Linked DNA regions of Zea mays: region 1 is linked to region 2. Evidence: chromatin contacts called from public Hi-C data. All regions are on one chromosome and are shown on one strand. The core of a region is the stretch at or near the end of the contact, and the rest is flanking DNA. Distances in the headings are between cores, read along the strand shown.

Region 1 (7,415 bases), core at 2,200-4,699, 260 kb after region 2:
CCTGTAATACATGAATTCTAGACAGACTAGTTAGTCCACTTGTTTGCATTGGTCATCAACCACCAAAATTGATTATAGGAAATGGTTAGCACGATTTCCCTTTCACCAACCCGTACCCGTCTACCCAACGGGTGAAGGTTCTTACCCATTAACATACCTACGGTAAATAAAACATCTCGTACCCGCCTTCATATCGGGTAAAACCCACTGAGTATTTGGGTTTCGGGTACCCATCGCCATCTCTAATGTAACCACGCCTGGATCGACCGATCCCATATCGACAACCCTGAATACAAGCTTAAACCGATTTCTAATCTCAACCACGAGATCAAGGATCCACGACCCGAACGCCAACCATGACACCCCCACTCATGGCCCTTGGATCGTTGATCCATGACCAGCACTCCACGTGACAAAACGATATCCTCGATCTGCGGGTGAACGCTCGAGCATGGATCGACGACAGGGATATCCTCTACCACCTCCTGACCAACTAGCCACGGTGAACAGGACTTCTGCGGCGACGACCATGGTCGGCGTATGCCAACAAGCTACCCAACTGCTTAAACTCCCATCCTACACACGATACAAGATGCGGGGACGAAGATGACTCGATAAGGATAGGTATTACCGATGATGGTGATGTAGAGGTCATCGTCCACAGTGCGCCATGGCTCGGCGAAGAAGCTCCTTGCCGATGCGAGGTTCCTGACACTACAAACCACTCCCTCCTCACAACAAGGCCACACGCGTGGTCCCCACGCTCCCCGATTCCACTCGATCACCTGTCAAGACACGAATGACAGTGTAGGCTCAAAGATGGCCCTGGTGGCTATACTCTCTCTCTCTCCTATCTTTGCTCGTCCGATGATGGCGCACAACTTTGCTCTCGGCGTGGTTGTGGCTAGACTCAGGGAAGGGCGAGGTGTGCACATTTATATATCCTGATGCCCCTGGCTAGGCGATGCTTAGTTGACAGCATACCGAGCGGGTCGGCACGCTCATAGCAACAGAATTCGGTTACGAAGTAGTTGGGAAGAAGGTTTTGGTGTTTGGGCCCTACACGTTAGCCACACATGGATAAAGAAAAGGGAAGGGGAGCAAGCGGGCCGACATGTATGTGGTTCTGAGGGGAGTGGCAAGCCGAGCCGGACTCAAGTTTTCCCTTTTTCTATTTTCCCTTTTAGTTTTTTATTTCCTGTTCTCAATTTAAATTCACGTTCAAGTTTGATTTTGATTTCCATACTTCAACTTAGATGCAGAAATAAAAAATCATGGCATGATGTAATATATATTATTATTATATTTTTATTATATTAACTATTGTATTCAAATGATGCAAATATGTAGTGCACACATAAATAATTTTATTTTGGGGAAAATACTAATTGTCCAATTAAAAGCTCATTCAAAAACTATGTATTTATTGATTATTTTTTATAGAAAGTAGTTTATAAATATGATCTTTTATCAGAAGATATTTTAATTTAAATCTTGTAGAGAATATTTCTAGATATATAATTCAACAAAACTATATTTCATGTTAGGATCTTTTTTAGAAGGCACATTTATGTAAAACCTGAGAGAATTCTTCTTAAAATTCAAAATTAGGATTTCAGGGTGTTACAAATTCTATCCATTAAAAAGAATCTCGCTCTTGGGATTAGGATTGAGTAGATGAGAAATATAAAAAGTTTTGTTTGTAGTTTAGCTTTTAGTTCCCAAATGGTTCAAAATATTAAGTCTTTAACTAGCTAGTTGCCCATACTTTGCTACGGTTGTTATATATCATATAAATAGGTATCAGAATATTTATTTAAATATAATTATTGTTTATTTCTAAAGACTACAGTACATGTGGTCTGATAGTCACCTCCAAAATTTTGAAGCAAAGGACGTGGGTTCTAGTGCTCGCCCTGCACTATTTTTTGTATGGTGTGGTGGGTGGACCCAGAGAGTTAGTGCCGAGGATGAAGCCGTGCTAGCACCAGGTGGCCATATTAGGTTCTTAATAGAGTAGTATATATATAATTATCAAGTGACTATAGAAGCATAGGTAAATTTAGCTACCTGGTAGGTGGGTTTAGAGAATAGGTTTTCATCCTGGTTAGAGCATCTTCAAGAAAACATGTAAACTAACCCCAAAAGTGTTTTTAGAGAAAAAACACATTTTAAGCCCTCTAACCGTTCCCTTTTCCTCTTCCCATAATCTTCGCGACCCTCATCCCTTGCCCTTTCTTCCGCAAATTTACGTGTCATATATTGCTCCCCAATCGATCCAATGTACGTACCTAGTTGGTTTGCGTTTATTTTTGCCTCACACAGTGGCGGCGGGAGATGATTGAGCAACGACGGGAGATCAATCAATTGCAGCTGCTTGACGGTCATCTTGCTTGACGCGTGGAGATCAATCTAGTGCAGCTATTTGACGGTCATCTTGCATGGATGCGTGGAGAGAAATCTGGTGCAAGTGCAACGGTGGTGGGAGAGCAATCTGGTACAAGCCATGGATGCGTGGAAGTTGTCCATAAGCACCTAGTCCACCTTGCGGTCGCTCCCGTTGTGTAACTGCATCAATGAAGGTGTAGAAGATCGGGGTTTAGATTTTAGAGATCAGTTATTAGCATTCTTTTGTGTGGTTTATATTATTTAGAGTGCAGCTATTTGACAGTCATCTTACATGGATGCGTGGAGAGAAATCTGGTGTAAGTGCAACGGTGGCGGGAGAGCAATCTGGTACAAGCCATGGATGCGTGGAAGTTGTCCATAAGCACCTAGTCCACCTTACGGTCGTGCATCAATGAAGGTGTAGAAGATCGGGGTTAGATTTTAGAGGTCAGTTATTAGCATTCTGTTGTGTTGTTTTATGTTTTTTAGGATTTTTTCCACCAATCTCCAATAATAAGTTTTGGAAAATGTTATTTTAGTAGTTTTTTGGAGTTGCTCTTAAGACACGCCCCGTTTGGATCATTGGAATTGAATTCCATTCTACTAATAGTAATTTAAGCATATATCTATTAAGCTAATTCGGTTTTATGCAAAATATATTTATATACTATTATTAACAAGATGTCAGAGATATTTATGTGCTACATTTTTAATATAGATGAGTGAGACAAAGAGTGTCATGTAAGTTATGGATTAGAAACAAATTCTACTAATGCATAAAATTATTTCCCAACCTCCACCCATGAATTTGAGATAGGCTTATATATGAACTCTGGAAAGTGGTGGAATTTTAAATTCCAAACTAAATAAATTACTTTATTGAGTGAATTCCAATTCCTCTAAAATGAAGGGATCCAAACGCCCCGTTATGTTTTTTGTTTGCTTATAGGTTGGAATAGCGATTGCCTTGTAGAGCGCACGGCCCAGTTGGGCCCAATACTCGACACGACTCATTGACCGGCCCATTACGGCTGAAGGGAGTCGCTCGCCGCCGCGTTCGAGGCGTTCCCTCGTCGCGCTCGCGCCGTCGACCTTCACCGCTCGCTGTCAGGTCTGCCCGCCACGACCTCGCCGGCCACACTCGCAGCTCGCCCTCGCTCCTACGCCTCGCCGGCGAGGCCTTCTGCCTTTTCGCGCCCTCTATCTGCTGCGATCTTTGGAGCATCGTTCTCTTCTCTCACTTGAGATCCAGACCCCTAAACCCTAGAGCTCGCCGCTTCCGCTCGCTCGCTCCGCGCTGGCGGCGACAATGGAGGACGAGGAGATGGAGAAGAAGGTGCAGCAGTACTTGCAGCGCAAGGGTTTCCGCCTCACTGAGCTTGCGCTCCAGGAGGAGCGCAACCGCCTCTCCACCTCCGCCATCTCCGACGTTGCGCTTGCACGGTAGGTTCGGCCCTTCCCTGGCTAGGTAGATTCGTCCATATACCTCTGACCTGGTCGTTTTGGCTTGTGGCGATAGCTTCTGGTGCGAGGAAATCTAGTGGACTCGTGTACACTGTACAGTCTGAATTGGTGCACTTTATTTGGCTGCTTGGTTTGTGAAACTCTGTCTCGGTGCTCTCGCTTGACTGCTGATTTGACTAGTTTGGTTGCTTTGATGTGAACCCTTGGCTAGATAGTCAAGTAGGATGAATTGGCACTCTAATTGAAGAGTATAAAATTATGTCAATTCAGTTCTCATGAAGATCAATGTTTTAGTGGCTGTCACCTGCAGATTACATGCCATTGTTCAGGCCCATCATGCTAGCAACCCTGATTAAAATTTTATCACAATTGAAAATTGCAATAAGTTGTGAAAAATGCTTAACTTTGGCTACACTGTTATTTTGAGGTAGAGTCTGGCCTGTGTTGCAATTGTACCATTTTATTCTATCTCCTGAATCCTGATACAACACCATGTAATTCACCTGTGAGTTCAAGGAAAAAAAGATACTGCTGTTTTCTTTTAGTGGCAAGTGCTATAGTTTGTTTTCTCAGGTTGTTTCCACTCGTGTATCAGACATCTGTTCTTTGGAGAGGAAGAAATGCCCCACATGTTGCTTAGTCGTTAGGACCATCATCTTGGGGAGGGAAGGGATAGGTAACAGCAAATTCAATGTTTCTCTGCCTGAAATTTCTGTGGCATCAAGTTGTTAGAGCCTGCTGTCTGTGGCCATTTGGAAAACTGTTTTTTGGACTGCTTGCAGTTGCATGTGATGATTGGTGAAGCAATCTGCTTTGTTGGTTCAGTGGTGCTTTATTGATATTATAATAATCAAAGATCAGTTGTTTTGTCCTTGTCTTTCACTCTTCCTACATATATTTTCCTAATACCTTAGTATACACAAATTCTGAAGTGGTTATATTTTCACTTACATTCTTACAGTATACATCCTTTTATTTATTATATTCTTCAATAACAGGTCTGACAATGATCCAGCGAGATACTACGATGGATATAGCAGATTAAGAACATGGGCATACAGTTCTCTTGATCAATATAAGGTGCACTGCTTGTAGATAAATTGTACTTAATATTCACATACTTTGTAAATGTAATTTTTTCCAACCAATGCATATGGCACCTTCAAACTATTTCGTGTTGTTACCTTCAAGGGACACATTTAATTGAATCATCTGTGCTCTATCACACAAATTTACAAGGCATACCTCCTTTTATGAATCTCAAATCTGTCACATAAGCATGATTTTGCACTTGACAACTTATGTAGCTCTCGTCTTTCAAAAGGACATTTTCTTATGGCCGGTGAACCATTTAATGCTGTGATCTGGTCTTTTACTTGCGTTCCACCATTCTATTCTTAAACCTGGCAATATAATTCATGTTTCTTAATTCAGATATTTTTTGTAGCACGAATTACTTCGCGTCCTTTATCCAGTTTTCATCCATAGCTTCATGGATCTAGTGGCAGAAGGACATATGCAGGAAGGTATTTGTTATTTTGGATATATTTTGATTTGATAGACTTTCTGTTTTTATTATTTTCATTAATTTATTCAGAGATTTTTTTTTCTATGATACTATTTCCCACAGCTCGGTCATTTTTCCATACATTTCGGGAAGATCATGAGGTGATGCATTCAAGGGATCTTCAGAAGCTGGAAGGCGTCCTGTCTCCTTCACACTTGGAGGTTATTTAGCTCTGCACTATATCGTGTCATTATGTTATGAATGGGCCCATGTTTTATATAAATATATAATTATTCTTACTTTTTAGCATCATACTGTTCACTTAACTTCTGCATGCCATAATTTTCAGGAAATGGAATTGGCCCGGTCTTTTAGGAAAAATAAATTTAAAATTAAATTATGTGAGGTAACTGCATTTCTAATCCCTCCTTTTCTAAACTACCCTTTTGAACTGTGCTTGTTACTTTGTTAGTTTACCCATGCTCTTTGCTTAGATTGATCACTTTATGGAGATAAAATATTTTTCGCGTAAAAAAAGTTGTGTAATGCTTTTATCATGGTGTACCAGAATATTTCAACTTTTCAAGTTCACACCTACATATTGCTAAGTGTAGTCACAAAGGAAAAAGGATAGACACCTTATGTTCTATTTATGTTCTTCCATTGCTTAATCTGATGGATATTTTGTTGAAGGTGGGAGTGTTACTTCAATTCTATTTATTTATTTTTCTCAAATGCGCAGCAGCGCTGCACGTCTTTATATAAAAGAGAGAAGGAACCATCTTACAAGAAGACCATGCTGAGCAAGGCCAGAAAAAACACAGAAATGAAAAAGACCTTCAAAGGAAGGAAAAAAAATACTAACTCGCAGTGTTTTCAAGTCATCCGACTAATCGTGATTAGTCGGCCTAATCGGTAGACTACATCCGACCAGACCCACCGATGCGATTAGTCCGACTAGAAAACTAGTCGTCCGATTAGTTGACGGTTAGTCACGACTAGTTGTCCGATTTGAACTGGGATGACCAGATTAGATGTGTCTTTGTTGACGGGCTGTTGGAGCTGGGCTGCAAATGTGGGCTTCTAGGGTTGGCCAACGGACACAAGACAAAAGCTTGGAGTGCTGGACGCCGGACACCCGCTCGTGCTCCTGCAGTTCTTCGCGAAGAGCGCAACTGCCGATACCGCACAAGGCCGCGACCGCCGCCGCAACACAAGTTCACAGCTACCGCCGGTGCCGGTGCACAAGGATGCAGCTACAGCCGCCGGCCACCGAAGATGCATCGCCACCCCCACCAAAGACAGAGATACTGCCGCCCCTCGCCTGCAAGTTCTAGGCGGGCACCCGTCTTGCCACAGCCCCCCCTCCAATGCTCGCCCTCAAGATGAGTTCATCCTTAGATGATGAGTGTGCTTTTTGATTGCTGTATTGTGGGGAGTTATGGACAGCAAACACACAGCTAAGTCACCATCTTGATGCTTGCTGTATTGTGTATTGTAAATTGTATAACTATATCCTATTACTATATACTATATATATGTCTAGAAACATATGGACGACTAGGCCAACTAGTCGATCTGGTATTCTGGTCGACGACTAATCACGACTAGTCGACTGCTCGGTAGCTATATGACTAGGTTCGACTAGACAACTTGAAAACATTGTTAACTCGACCGAGCGACCTACAAAGCCTCAACTAGACCCAGGCTGCCAAGGTGTTTTGCTCCAGCGATGACCCAACATCCTAATTCATTTAGGCTGTCCACAGCAGATCGTGTAAAATTGGGGGTTTGCACTTAGATTATAGGAGATGTAATAGGATAGCTTCTGGAGACAGCCTTAGAAAGCATTGTTGCGTTTTGTGAATAGGAGAGTCCCCGTCAAAGGCAGCCCTGTTTCTTGCAACCATAAGCACTAGGCTCCATGGATGACCTTTTTTCCTTGCGGATTCTGCTACTAACATCAGCTGCCACAACTAATTTTTTACCTTATTTTCAATTGCAGTATTCGTATGAATTGCTTCTCCAGTATCTCCAGAAAACACAAGCCCTTGTG
Region 2 (7,629 bases), core at 4,678-7,177:
AAAGAATATTCATGAATGCTTATAACAAGTTAGTGTCTAAGTGCCGACTTGGTGTTACAAGCACTTAGATATACTATTAATGTTTTGTCTATCTTTTTCCACACTACGAATGGGGTTGAGATTAATAGCTTGATCAAAGTTAGAGTTAAGAGCATTTTGATGCACACATGGGAGGTACTTCGAGCAAAGTTTATCAAGTGTGTCGAAAACATGTAGAGTGTAAGGCATGATCATTTCAATGTGGACATGCTTGTTGGAGTGCACATTATGATTTGGTGATACCTTATTGTGACCGACAGATCATCCAATGTTTCTATGCAATGGCTAGGTCAAGTTGGATATGGATATGCACCATATGTCCACTAGTTACCTTAGTGGCAACAACATATCGTATGTTGAAGAATATTCATGAATTTTCAACATTGACTATTAGAAAAGCAGGAAGGAAAAGGCCACTAAATAATTTGGTGTCCCTTAGTGAGGCATGATGGATCATCCTATGTTAACTTTTGTTTGTAGTATTTTCCAACATCTAGGATCTATATATCTTCTCTGGTTCTTTTGGTGCTCTCTTGATTCCTTTGATGGTTTACTCATGCGTAGAGGCAATGTGACAAGGTTGAGTGCACATCCAGTTAAGGAGAGTGTTTAGGAATGATCTTTGCTAGGAGGCTGATCAATTCAAGATCAAAATTTGTTGCACTCGGAGTTTGCCATCACTTATAGATGGGGAGCTAGGTGATGTTGTATATGGAGGTGATTATTGGAAGACTCCTAGTTAGCTTTGAGCTTGGCTCTAAAGTGGAGGATGTGTACTTATAGTGCATCCTAAACTCAAGGGAGCTTAGCCCTTAGTGTATGGATTGGGACGGAGTGGCAACTAATCGAGACCACAAAAACAATATGTTTTTTCTTGTCCAACTCTCATTCATAAGCATTACACTAGCCAGTTGCCCCATGCTTTTGCTACGGACCCCTAAATATAACATATAAATAGGTATTGACATATTTATTGAAATATAATTATTGTTTATTTCTAAACACTAAGGTATGTGTAGTCTGGTGGTTAGCCCTAAATTTCTAGAGTAGGGGTGTGTGTTCAAATACTCGCTTTGCACTATTTTTTTATATAATTATTGTTTATTTCTAAACACTAAGATATGTGTGGTCTGGTGGTGGCTGCGCGGGCGCTGGGTCCATAGGGCAGTAGCTGAGAGCATGCTGAGCATGGGGCCAATAGGGCACGACGCCGACGTCGAGGCAGGGGGCGTGTGGGCGGGCCCAGTGTGTTAGTATAGGGTGAAACCGTGGTAGCACCAGGTGCCCATCTTACGTTCTTAATAGTAGTAGAGATGTGGTGGTGCGTGTGTTCAAATGTTAGCTTTGCACTATTTTTATATAATTATTGTTTATTTCTAAACACTAAGGTATGTGTGGTCTGGTGGTGGCTGCGCGGGCGCTGGGTCCATAGGGCAGTAGCTGAGAGCATGCTGAGCGTGGGGGCGGGCCCAGTGTGTCAGCGCGGGGCGAAGCCATGGTAGCACCAGTTGCCCACCTTACGTTCTTAATAGTAGTAGAGATGTGGCGGTGCGTGTGTTCAAATGCTCGTTTTGCACTATTTTTTATATAATTATTGTTTATTTCTAAAAACTAAGGTACGTGTGGTCTGGTGGTGGCTGAGTGCTGGGGTCCATAGGGCAATATCTGAGAGCATGCTGAGTGTGGGGCCAACAGGGCACGATGCCGAGGCAAGAGGCGTCTGGGGCGGACCCAGTGTGTCAGCGCGGGGGTGAAGCCGTGGCAGCATCAGGTGTCCACCTTCCGTTCTGAATAGTAGTAGAGATTCATTGCTTATTATGTGTTCTTGAGAAATACTGTTTGAATCTTTTGATAGACTTGATTTTATCTTAGTGTGATTTAGTAACTAGGTTCCATTATTGTAAATATTGTTTTTTTAAAATATTAAATGGTAAACAATCGTTCACCTACTATTTAGCTATTATTTAGAGTAAAAGAAAAAATAAATGGGGCTAAACGAACAATTAATAAACAAGATAAAATAAGGATTGAATGAGAACAATATATCGTAGTGTAGTGTTTACATGGTGCTTAAACGGGTGAAACATTGGTTTATGCGAACAATGCAAAAAAATTCTATCGACTCTTTGGTAGTGTTTTATAACTAGGACATACTCCCTCCGTTTCTTTTTATTAGTCGCTGGCTCCGTTTCTTTTTATTAGTCGCTGACACTATCCAGCGACTAATAAAAAGAAACGGAGGGAGTAGCTTAGTATGGATCCTTAATGTTTTGAGAATAAGTGTGTTGATAAACACATTAACCGTTTGCATGGTTCAGAAATGACTTACTGCCGCCGTATGAGCCACCGAAGATGACTACGGGTGATGTCTCGGCTGAGAGGTTCCGCTTAAGATCGGTGATGAGGATAGCCAAGTCGGCGAGTGCCTGCGTTGACGTCAAGTAGCCGAGTGCCTGCGCTGAGTTGTTCCCAAACGGCAGCGACTCCCCGTAGAACCGATGCTGATCATGGTAGCAGAAATGATGACATAAAAATGCAAACGTCAATAGACCATAATGGTAACTGAACTGCGATAATGAAAGCTTCTTTGGTTTTAGAATGTATCTGTATTAGAAATATAAAATCAATTACATTAATTTAGTTGCGTTCTTGTAAGGGGAATCTACAGGACTGGTAGCCTGATGAATCGATTTCTTATACCATGGTCCATGGAGACCAGGAAGACAACAACAATAAGCACTATGGCAGGTGTCTTAGATCGCTGATGTTTATTCGGCGTCGATCTGTACATATCGGGTCAACTCCAACACCGGTCGACGGGTCGATGGACCTACCAACCGGTTGATTTTGTTAGTATCGATGACATTGGAGACGATGTTGATCGATATCGGCTGACGCACTGGATGATCGGGTTGATACCTATCTATCAATTCGAGGTGGCCGACCCTTATTGGTCGGTATCGATCTGAACCAGTCGATATCGACCAACTTTAGCAATGTAGTGTGTTTCGATTGGTCTACACGTGAGCCACATCAGCTAGCCGTTTTGAATTGTTTAAAGTCTAAAAAATACGAAAATATAACTTTTTTAAAAAAATCATAGAATCCGGCTATAAATGGAAGGGGTGCTTAGGTTCATTCACATCCCTCACTCTCCATTTCACTTGTACCACTTACTATTTCACTCCTCTCACTTTTCTTTTACTCCACCAAACAACTCTCGCCATGTCTTTTTGGGGTCCAATGTTGAGATCGCCAAAGATGTACTCGATGTGCTGCATCAAATTATGATGAATGTGGTGGTTCAATGAGAGAGAGACGAAGGATGCAGCAGAGGAGCTACATGTACCGAGATCGTGAAGTCGTCCACAACAAGCTAATGCAAGACTACTTCAATGACACGAGTGTTTACCCTTTGCTATTCTTTTGATGAAGTTACTCAACCACAATGGTTTCTCCCCCCACAAAAATCTTGGACGGGTTGAGTGAGCATTCCCCCTATTTTACTTTTAGAGTCGATGCACTCAACCGTAGTGGTTTCTCCCCCACAAAAATGCACAGCTACCCTCCACTTGCTCGTGTATGCTAACGTTGTTGACTCCATTAATGAGTATATCAAAATAGAGAAAAGCTCCACCTTGTAGTGTTTTGAACATTTCTATATGTGTGTCATTTCATATTCTAATGAGGAGTATAGTCATCGTCCCGCTATTGACGATCTTAGATGTCTTTAGCTATGAATGAGAAGAAATTTTATAGTATGATATGATGTATAGATTGCATGTATTAGAAGTGGAGGAACTATATCCCATTGAAAATGGCAGTTTATTAGGGGAACATTAAATCCATAACCATCATGCTCGACAAGGTTGTCATTTATGTCTTACTGATTTGACATGTTTTTTAGGGTAGCAGGGTCAAATAACGACGTCAGTGTGCTTAACAAATCATCATTGTTCACTGACATGATCAAGGGAGAAGCATCAAATATCAAATACGAACTTTACGGTGAATGGATATGAGTACAACCAATTGTGCTATCTCACTGTTGGCATATACCCCGATGGCTAGTGTTTATGAAGACCATTCCCCTTTTGTAGACCTCAAAGAAACATATGTTTACTGCATACTAGAAGGACGTGCAAAAGGACATAGAGAGCATTGGAATCCTCAACGCTCGCTTCCATATTCTCGCTAGCACAAGTCATTCTTTTTCCTACCAAGTACTCGATATGATCCTACGTACATATATCATTATGCATAATATGATCATTGAGGATGAGCGTAGAGGAGCATATCATAGATGTCTATGAGATAGTTGAGTCATTCACTATAGCACCAACTATCAGTTTTGAAGCAACCACACAAGCTTTGTATCCTTCAACATGAGGTCAAAATCCATACTAGTTCGACCTATAATTAGCTCCAAAATAATTTAATAGAGCATTATATTTTATTTATGAATTATATTATTTTATAGCTTCATGAATTATATAACTTCTATTTATGTTTTATAAATTATGTAATTTGTATTTGCTCAATTATCCGTCTCTTGAAAGTTATATCCATTTTTTATTTAGGGTAATTGTGTCATTGCTTCTTTATAGCATATAACTACAAATTTGTCCCTACTTTTTAAACTTTGCATGTTTGTCCCTTGTTTTTCATAACAAACTATGGTGTGCCCCTATTTTGTTAGTAGTAATTAGCGGTGTTACATCTTGATAAAAAAGACAAGAGACAATTGCGCTAGTGCACCTATTTAAAGTGTAATTGTAATTTTGTATTGTTTTTAGTCCTTACATATTTTTATGACAATTCAGATTATTTCCACAACAATTCAAATTATTTTGACAACATTTCAAATTATTTTTCAATAATTTGAATTATTTTCAAAATAGAAATATTTTGGCAACATTTCAAATTAGTTTGCAAAAAAAATTAATTATTTTCAAAATAAAAAAATGATAATAATTCACATTATTTTGCCTCTCGACAACAATTTGAATAATTTGTCAAATTAATTTTAAAATTTATAAAATAATTCAAGTTATTGTAAAATAATTTGAATTGTTGTCCAAAATAAATTGAATTGTTTGCAAAAATAATTTGAATTTCTATAAAAACACGTAAAGTCTAAAAAATAAAGGTAAAATTGCAGTTGCACTTCAAAATAAGGGTAATGGCGCAATTGTCCCTTGTATTTTTATCGAGACTTAGCATCGTTAGTTACAACTTACAACTAACGGAGTAGGGACATAGAAAACTAATGGCAAACACGCAAACTCTAAAAACAAGAGTAAATCTCTAGTTACACCCTAAAATAGAGGTACTGGCACAATTATTCATATTTATTTTGTCATGCGAGAGTTTTAAGATGATTTTGCACTCGGCAACGTGAAGTATTTGTACCTCGACGAAGACTAGGAGCGCGCCGAACGTGGGCGCGATATCGAACATGAAGCCCACGTTGTGAGCGATGCACTCAATGTCGGCCTCACCGCCGACGTACACCAACAGCGGCCCGGCCGTGCCGCCGCCGCCGGGCCTCCGCCAGAACGTGTCGTTGACGAGGTACTTCTGATAGAACACCGTCGACGCGTTGGGCGTGAAGGAGAAGTGGTCCAGCTCCTGCTGGAAGTAGTGCACCGTGAACGGCCCCGCCGTGGTACCGGTGTCATCGGCGGCGGCGGCGGCGAGCTTAGTAGCGTCCGCCGGGCTGTTTGGCTGACGCACACGCTGCTGCCGACGAGCCTGCAGGTGCAGTGGAGTGGTTGTCGGGAACGGGTTGGGGTTGGAGTGTGCTGGGAGCACCGCTGCGACTGATGCATGTGAAAAGGATGAAACGAGGAGAAGCAGCAAGAACGCGAGCACAGGAGGTGTCGCCATATATTGTTGATGTTGTCCGTCTCTCCTTCACTGCGGGCCTGCGGCGTTCTCTTTATTAGCATCACACACTCACCCTTCGTGTGATTTATAATAACAAGGTGCACGAACAAGGAGGTCACGATCACGACGAGGCTGCTGGCGCGTGTTAATTTCTGCCGATCAGCGTTGTTGAGGTCGCATGACGACTAGGCGTCTGGTCTGATGGCCTGGTGACAGTGACACACAAGCGAAGTTCTGAAATTCGTCGACGGCTTTGCCCAGCCTAGTGGCACAGGCTCCCCGCTAGAATCCCACCTATGTAATGGATTATTAGGTGTTCAATCAAGATAATATATATGTGAGTAAATAATTATAGATCGTTAACGCTAGAAGCATAGCGGAGACGTGGAGTAAAACAAGAACACGATGATAAAGTGGAAGCATATTCTCGTATATCAACAACACAATATATCGGTTCTTGCTTCTCATATTCATTATCGACCAATACCGCACCACTAGCAGCAACACTTTTACGGTATCTCCGTGCGAAAAGATGAAACGACGCGACGCTATTGTGCTAGTACCATATATGAGTAGCGAGAGGAGAGACGAAAATGGTACCTTGGATGCCTGTAACCCTGGATGATCTGTTAGGTTCATATATAGACGATCACGATTGAAAAATATTTGGGAGCCATTAGTCAATAGTGACGCCTAGCAGCACCTATTAAATCTCATATACATATGAAGGTCATATCAACCGAACTTTGATATAAACACGACTTGACCCTTTTTCCATATCTCTACTACCTATTAAGGCAGTAAGGGGTAGACTGTCATTCTGTGTTCTATCATTTCCCTCTCCGCAAAGTTCATTCTCATTCCCACGTGCATCACACGCCTAGCTAAAATTAAATTAAAAAAACACAACTATCTTTCTCATTTTCCCTCTCCGCAAAGCTCATTCTCATTCCCACGTGCATCCCACGCCAACCGAACTTTGATATAAATACGACTTGACCCTTTTTCCATATCTCTACTACCTATTAAGGCAGTAAGGGGTAGACTGTCATTCTGTGTTCTATCATTTCCCTCTCCGCAAAGTTCATTCTCATTCCCACGTGCATCACACGCCTAGCTAAAATTAAATTAAAAAAACACAACTGTCTTTCTCATTTTCCCTCTCCGCAAAGCTCATTCTCATTCCCACGTGCATCACACGCCTAGCTAAAATTAAATTAAAATTAAAAAAAACAAATGTGACTCTAATGGGATTCGAACCCACGACCTCTCACGCAAATGTGCTTGTAGCTACCACTACATCACATGTTTATGTCAATATCTGTTACAGTAAAAATATCTACATCTCTCCCAAAGCTCACCTGCTACCCTTGCACAATGTGTAGTAGTAGATAATTATCAACGAGATTCCCGAATTATATTTTTGGATGGAGAGAGTAGTATTTAAAGAAGAGTCTTGCATGCAACTTCTTTTGTTTGAATAAGTTTTCAACTTAAATTCCTTTTTTATATGTGTGACATTTATTCTCCATAATATTTTTTCCATGGATCTGACTTGTGAGTCATTTTCATAAACCAACGCCAAAGATGAATCCATGTTTCTTACTTGGAAACCCCAAACAAACACCACTGGCAGGAGGCGCTCGCGTTGGCGTCGCTCATCGACGATGAGAAGAAGCTTGGCGACTGCCAGTTCGACCT

The links. A called contact is a pair of places that touch in the nucleus more often than the background predicts.
Region 1: a contact with region 2 is called in a Hi-C map of bundle sheath, with 2.9 times the contacts expected there. The contact joins the promoter of LOC100501797 here to the promoter of LOC103640153 in region 2. A contact is called at or near these places in 2 of 25 Hi-C or Micro-C datasets (bundle sheath and leaf).

Annotation. Positions count from the first base shown.
Region 1 is chr9:108,571,557-108,578,971 of Zm-B73-REFERENCE-NAM-5.0, forward strand. It overlaps LOC100501797, which reads left to right and starts at 3,450. Exons shown (of 19, transcript NM_001196453.1): 1 at 3,450-3,831; 2 at 4,851-4,932; 3 at 5,300-5,378; 4 at 5,483-5,580; 5 at 5,709-5,765; 6 at 7,365-7,415. The coding sequence starts at 3,698.
Region 2 is chr9:108,305,190-108,312,818 of Zm-B73-REFERENCE-NAM-5.0, forward strand. LOC103640153 (lysosomal Pro-X carboxypeptidase) reads right to left here and starts at 5,928. Exons shown (of 10, transcript XM_008662789.3): 1 at 5,452-5,928; 2 at 2,369-2,540. The coding sequence starts at 5,928.